2 separate regions of the Macaca mulatta genome follow, and region 1 is linked to region 2. The links are chromatin contacts, called in public Hi-C maps. All regions are on one chromosome and are shown on one strand. The core of a region is the stretch at or near the end of the contact, and the rest is flanking DNA. Distances in the headings are between cores, read along the strand shown. Region 1 holds the start of PCNA (proliferating cell nuclear antigen). Region 2 has its middle 130 kb from the start of PROKR2.

Region 1 (2,700 bases), core at 81-2,580, 300 kb after region 2:
GCCGAGATAGTGCCACTGCAGTCCAGCCGGGGCAACAGAGCAAGACTCTGTCTCAAAAAAAAAAAAAAATTGAATTTTTGACACAGATGAGCAATGATTAAAAAATGAGATTGCTAATATCTGTAGTTAGGAAAATAAAGATAAATGAGCATGTTCATACACAGTCTTGGCTAGAATGTAAATTGCAAACTTTTAGAGATTTAGTAACATTTATCAAAAATTTAGCCGGGCATGGTGGCACATGCCTGTAATCCCAGCACTTTGGGAGGCTGAGGCGGGTGATCACCTGAGGTCGGGAGTTCGAGACCAGCCTGGCCAACATGGTGAAACCCCGTCTCTACTAAAAAAAAAAAAAAAAAAAATTAGTCGGGCGCGGTGGTAGGCGCCTGTAATCCCAGCTACTCGGGAGGCTGAGGCAGGAGAATCATTTGAACCTGGGAGGCGGAGGTTGCAGTGAGCCGAGATCGCGCCACTGCACTCCAGCCTGAATGACAGAGCAGGACTCCATCTCAAAAAAAAAGAAAGAAAGAAAAGAAAAAAAATTAAATGTGTACGCTCTTTGACTCAGCTGTATTACTTCAAGGAGTTGATAGCACCAAAATTGCCTAAGTGCTCAAAGGTGTTTGTAATTAACAGGAGATTGATAAGTTACATACATGTGATGCTATCTTTTAAAGAGGTACTGATATAAAAAAGATGTACGTGGCATAAAATTAAATGTACTTTATTAAGTACTTTTTCGAAGTGTTTACGGAATGAGTGCATTTTGAAAAAAAAAAGTGTATTCGAACTTTCAAAAAAGCTTTAAAAGCTTTATACAAGGAACGATTGAGTGATTATAAGAGCTGGCAGTGGAATGTTAAGAGGTGAGAGGGAGCTAAGTTTAACATAACTCTTTATGGTGTGACACTTAGGAGCGCATCACTTTTGTAATTGAAAAATAAAGTGCATATTTGCAGCAGCTGTACTCTTCAGGCTACAAGGAGGCTTTTCCTCCCGGTAGGCTGGATTTGCTTTTCACTTTCACTTTCGTGGCTGGAAACTTTCTACCCACGGAGCTGGAGGCTGAGGAGGCACCATAAAGCTGGGGCTTGACGAACCGGGGCCTGGGCCGGATCCCCACATATGCCCGGACTTGTTCAGTGGTCAGGTTCAGGAGTCAGGCGAAGAGGCGGGGAGACCTGCGGGACGCTGCCCCGCCCTGCACCCGCTTCCTCCAATGTATGTCCTAGGGGGCGGGCCTCGCGGGGAGCATCGGCACGATTGGCCCTAAATTCTAACCCGCCCAGGCCGTGGGCCGGGCAGCGTGGTGACGTCGCAACGCGGCGCAGGGTAAGAGCGCGCGCTGGCGGACGCGGCGGCATTAAACGGTTGCAGGCGTAGCAGACTGGTAGTTCTGTTTCTAGGTCTCAGCTTCTCGTCACGACGTTCGCCCGCTCGCTCTGAGGCTCCTGAAGCGGAAACCGGCTAGACTTTCCTCCTTCCCGCCTGCCTGTAGCCGCGTTGCTGCCACTCCGCCACCATGTTCGAGGCGCGCCTGGTCCAGGGCTCCATCCTGAAGAAGGTGTTGGAGGCCCTCAAGGACCTCATCAACGAGGCCTGCTGGGATATTAGCTCCAGCGGCGTAAATCTGCAGAGCATGGACTCGTCCCACGTCTCCTTGGTGCAGCTCACCCTGCGGTCTGAGGGCTTCGACACCTACCGCTGCGACCGCAACCTGGCTATGGGCGTGAACCTCACCAGGTGAGCCTCGCGGCGTCGAGAAGCCGGCCCCGGCCCACCCCCACCTCCGGGGTTTGGCGGGATCGCTTCCGAGCCGAGCCCTCATTGGCTGGCGTGGACCATCCGCACCTTCTCATTGGCCTGCCATGCAGGGGGGTGGGGCCCAGCTGAGCGCGCGGTTCGGAAAAGCCCGCGCTGGCTGCTGCGCGAACCTGCTTTTTCGCGCCAAAGTCACAAAGCGGGTGGTGGCGGGAAAATGACTGGTTTTTCTGCAGTGCCAGGAACACTGCTCCAGAGCTTTTGCTCACTAAATCCTGTTGGCCTTGAATGGACGCTTTAGTTGTGGCTTTTTTGTTTCCGAGACGGTCTCGATGTGTTGGCCCGGGCTGGTCTCCAACTTCTGGGCTCAGGCGATCCTCCCGGCTCAGTCGCGATTGACTTTAAATGCTTTATAATGTGCCCTTGCGAGAAAAGTGTCAGCCTGTCATCCTACTTAGTGGCAGGAGATTGTTTCTATCCAGAAGGGAAACTGCTGGTGGTATTTTAGTATAAATACTGCCAGATGCATCCCAAAATGTCTGCATTAATATTCGCATCCTCCAGCAGTGCAATTACCCTCCACCAGTTCTGAGACGGCCTATGGGTGAGAGTGGTAACCCCTTCTAACTGCATTAGAAATACAGACCTTCAGTAGATGGTGTTGATTTTAAACCATGTGTCTCCTGTCTTCTAGTATGTCCAAAATACTAAAATGCGCCGGCAATGAAGATATCATTACACTAAGGGCTGAAGATAATGCGGATACCTTGGCGCTAGTATTTGAAGCACCCAGTAAGTCGTACCTTTTTACTGAGTTATGAAGCTACAGAAGATCAAAACTCTGTGCCAGTGTTTCTCAACAGCATTTGCTTTTTTTTGGTAGACCAGGAGAAAGTTTCAGACTATGAAATGAAGTTGATGGATTTGGATGTTGAACAA
Region 2 (2,700 bases), core at 201-2,700:
CTAACTCCTCTGAAACTCAGGCTCTTCAGTAGATGGACCTAATGAAGAAGAAAGAGGCTTCCATTGTGTCCCAAGACTGGGACCCAGCTCTAGGAATCACTGAGAACAAATTCCTCCACTTACTGTTCTCCGGAGGTAGCTGGACTTCAGATGGGATAACCAGAGAACCAGAATCTCCAGAGCCCAGAGTCTTATTTCTCAAAATTCCCATGTCCAAGTTTGGATGGAGAACACCCAAGTTGCCTCTTTAAGGTGGCCTGAACCATGGACCTATGAAAAGGACCAGCATGTTCAAAGGACCAGGCATCCTTTCCTGAACGTAAGGCTCTCTTCCTGCATCACAGCATTGCTCTCAGGAGGGACTGTATTAGTTTGTTTTCACACTGCTATAAAGAAATACCTGAGCCTAGGTAATTTATAATGAAAAGACATTTAATGGGTTCATGAATCCACAGGCTGTACAGGAAACATGGCTGGGGAGGCCTCAGGAAACTTACAGTCATGGTATAAGGGGAAGCACGGAGAAGGGGAAGCAGGCTTGTCTTACATGGCTGGAGCAGGAGGAAGAGAGAGGGGGAAGGTGCTAGACACTTGTAAACAACCCGGTCTTGTGAGAAGTCTATCATGAGAACAGCACTAGAAGGATGGTGCTAAACCATTAGAAAGTGCCCCTATGTCCAATCACCTCCCACCAGGCCCCACCACCAACATTGGGGATTACAATTGAACATGAGATGTGGGTGGACACACAGATCCAAACCATATCAGATAGTAATGAATATGGAGGAGCAGCCCAGTATCCAGCACAAAGGCCCTCAGTAAACAGAAGACTCAGAAGCGGGGCCACTCTGTCTCAGGAGCACTGATTGGCCCACCCTTCTTTCCTTCAACCTCCTGGAGGGCAGGGTCTGTGTCTTCTTTATCTGTACCCCCAAGCCCCTAGTCCTCATGGCTGGTAGGCACTTCACGAACTCATTACTCCAACATTAGCGGTAGAGAACCAGGTGCTATGGATAGAGAGTGGCTAAAAATAAGATTTAGACTCTTTAGGCAGGTAATATAGAAATACAGCCAAATGTTCTTAGAGAGGAGTTGTACTTTTCAGCTTTCCTTGGCCTTTCAATATGACTGCTACTGTTTTAGCATATGTCAAAATAATTGACCAAGATGGGCAAAAAGTCACTAAGAATGAAAGCACTTCCATTAAGGAATATTTTATTTTCCATGGGGTCTTTGAGAACTTAGAGAGAAATTGAAGCAATAGTGAAATAATAGAGAGTAGACTGCTGCAATTAAATGTGATTTACCACAACTTAAGTATCACTTTCAGATAGTGTCAAATTAAAGCATTTAAGAAGATTGTTGAAAATAGGAGACTTTTTTCTTATCTAAGTGAAATGCTGGCACACGAGGCCTCCAAAGGGAAACTGCCAGATGCTGCTTTATGTGCTTGGCATGTTTGCACCTAACATCTCCTCAGTGTTTTTGAATTTTACATTATCTGCAAAATTCCCACTTCATTAGAACTGCCTCAGAAACTCCCTTTTAAATGATGGAGGTAGCTGTCAATGTGCGTCTGTGCTGCCCCGTTCACATTTTAGAAATGTGGGGGTTATTTTCAAAAATACAGTTTTATTTAATTTTGAATTTTGTATGCCTTCAGGAAAAATATTGGGTGGTCCAGGAAGTCAGAGGGATGACTTTAAAATCAGTATGTTTAATATGTCTCTTTGTTCAAACTGTCAGGAGCTAACAGTTCCTGAAGTTTGACCTCACTGCAGTGATATATGGCATAAATCCCCAACATCATTTTGTTTTAGCTTTGACAATAGTCTCTTACAATTTGGAGTTTAATAGAATTTGAGTAAGAGTGGATATAGAATACCCTTTATTTCTTTCTCTTGCCTTATTGCCCTGGCCAGAACTTCCAATACTATGTTGGATAGGAGTGGTGAGAGAGAGCATCCTTGTCTTGTGACAGTTTTCAAGGGGAATGCTTCCAGCTTTGGCCCATTTAGTATGACATTAGCTGTCAGTTTGTCATAAATCGCTCTTATTATTTTGAGGTCATTCCTTCAGTACCTACTTTATTGAGAGTTTTTAACATGAAGGGATTTTGAATTTTATTGAAGAACTTTTCTGTGTCTGTTGAGATAATAATTTGGTTTTTGTTTTTAGATATCTTTATGTGATGAATTACGTTAATTGATTTGCATATGTTGAACCAGCCTTGTATCCCAGGGATGACGCCAACTTGATCGTGGTGGATAAGTTTTTTGATGTTCTGCTGTATTTGGTTTGCCAGTATTTTAGTGATAATTTTTGCATCAATGTTCATCTGGGATATTGGCCTGAAGTTTTCTTTTTTTGTTTTATTTCTGCCATATTTTGGTATCAGGATGATGCTGGCCTCACAGAATGAGTTAGGGAGAAGTCTCTCCTTTTCAATTATTTGGAACAGTTTCAGAAGAAAGGGTATCAGCTCCTCTTTGTATTTCTGGTAGAATTTAGCTGTAAATCCATCTGGTCCTGACGTTTTTTTTGGTTGGCAGGCTATTTATTACTGCCTCAATTTCAGAACTTATTTGTCTATTCAGGGATTCAGCTTCTTTCTGTTTCAGTCTTGGAAGGGTGTGGGTGTCCAGGAATTTATCCATTTCTTCTGTGTTTTCTAGTTTATTTGGGTAGAGATGTTTATAG

What was found. A called contact is a pair of places that touch in the nucleus more often than the background predicts.
Region 1: a contact with region 2 is called in a Hi-C map of fetal cortical plate, with 2.4 times the contacts expected there. The contact joins the promoter of PCNA here to the enhancer-like site in region 2. A contact is called at or near these places in 4 of 14 Hi-C or Micro-C datasets (cortical neurons, fetal cortex germinal zone, fetal cortical plate and 1 more).

Annotation. Positions count from the first base shown.
Region 1 is chr10:78,833,497-78,836,196 of T2T-MMU8v2.0, forward strand. It overlaps PCNA (proliferating cell nuclear antigen), which reads left to right and starts at 1,331. Exons shown (of 6, transcript NM_001266090.1): 1 at 1,331-1,743; 2 at 2,456-2,553; 3 at 2,645-2,700. The coding sequence starts at 1,523.
Region 2 is chr10:78,536,576-78,539,275 of T2T-MMU8v2.0, forward strand. No RefSeq gene overlaps it. Among named protein-coding and RNA genes, the nearest start is that of PROKR2, 130 kb to the right of the region's middle. Within about 2 kb of position 1,451, at least 3 of the 40 cell types and tissues checked have an H3K27ac peak or open chromatin away from gene starts, as enhancers often do. A contact at or near this core is called in fetal cortical plate, where this site is marked.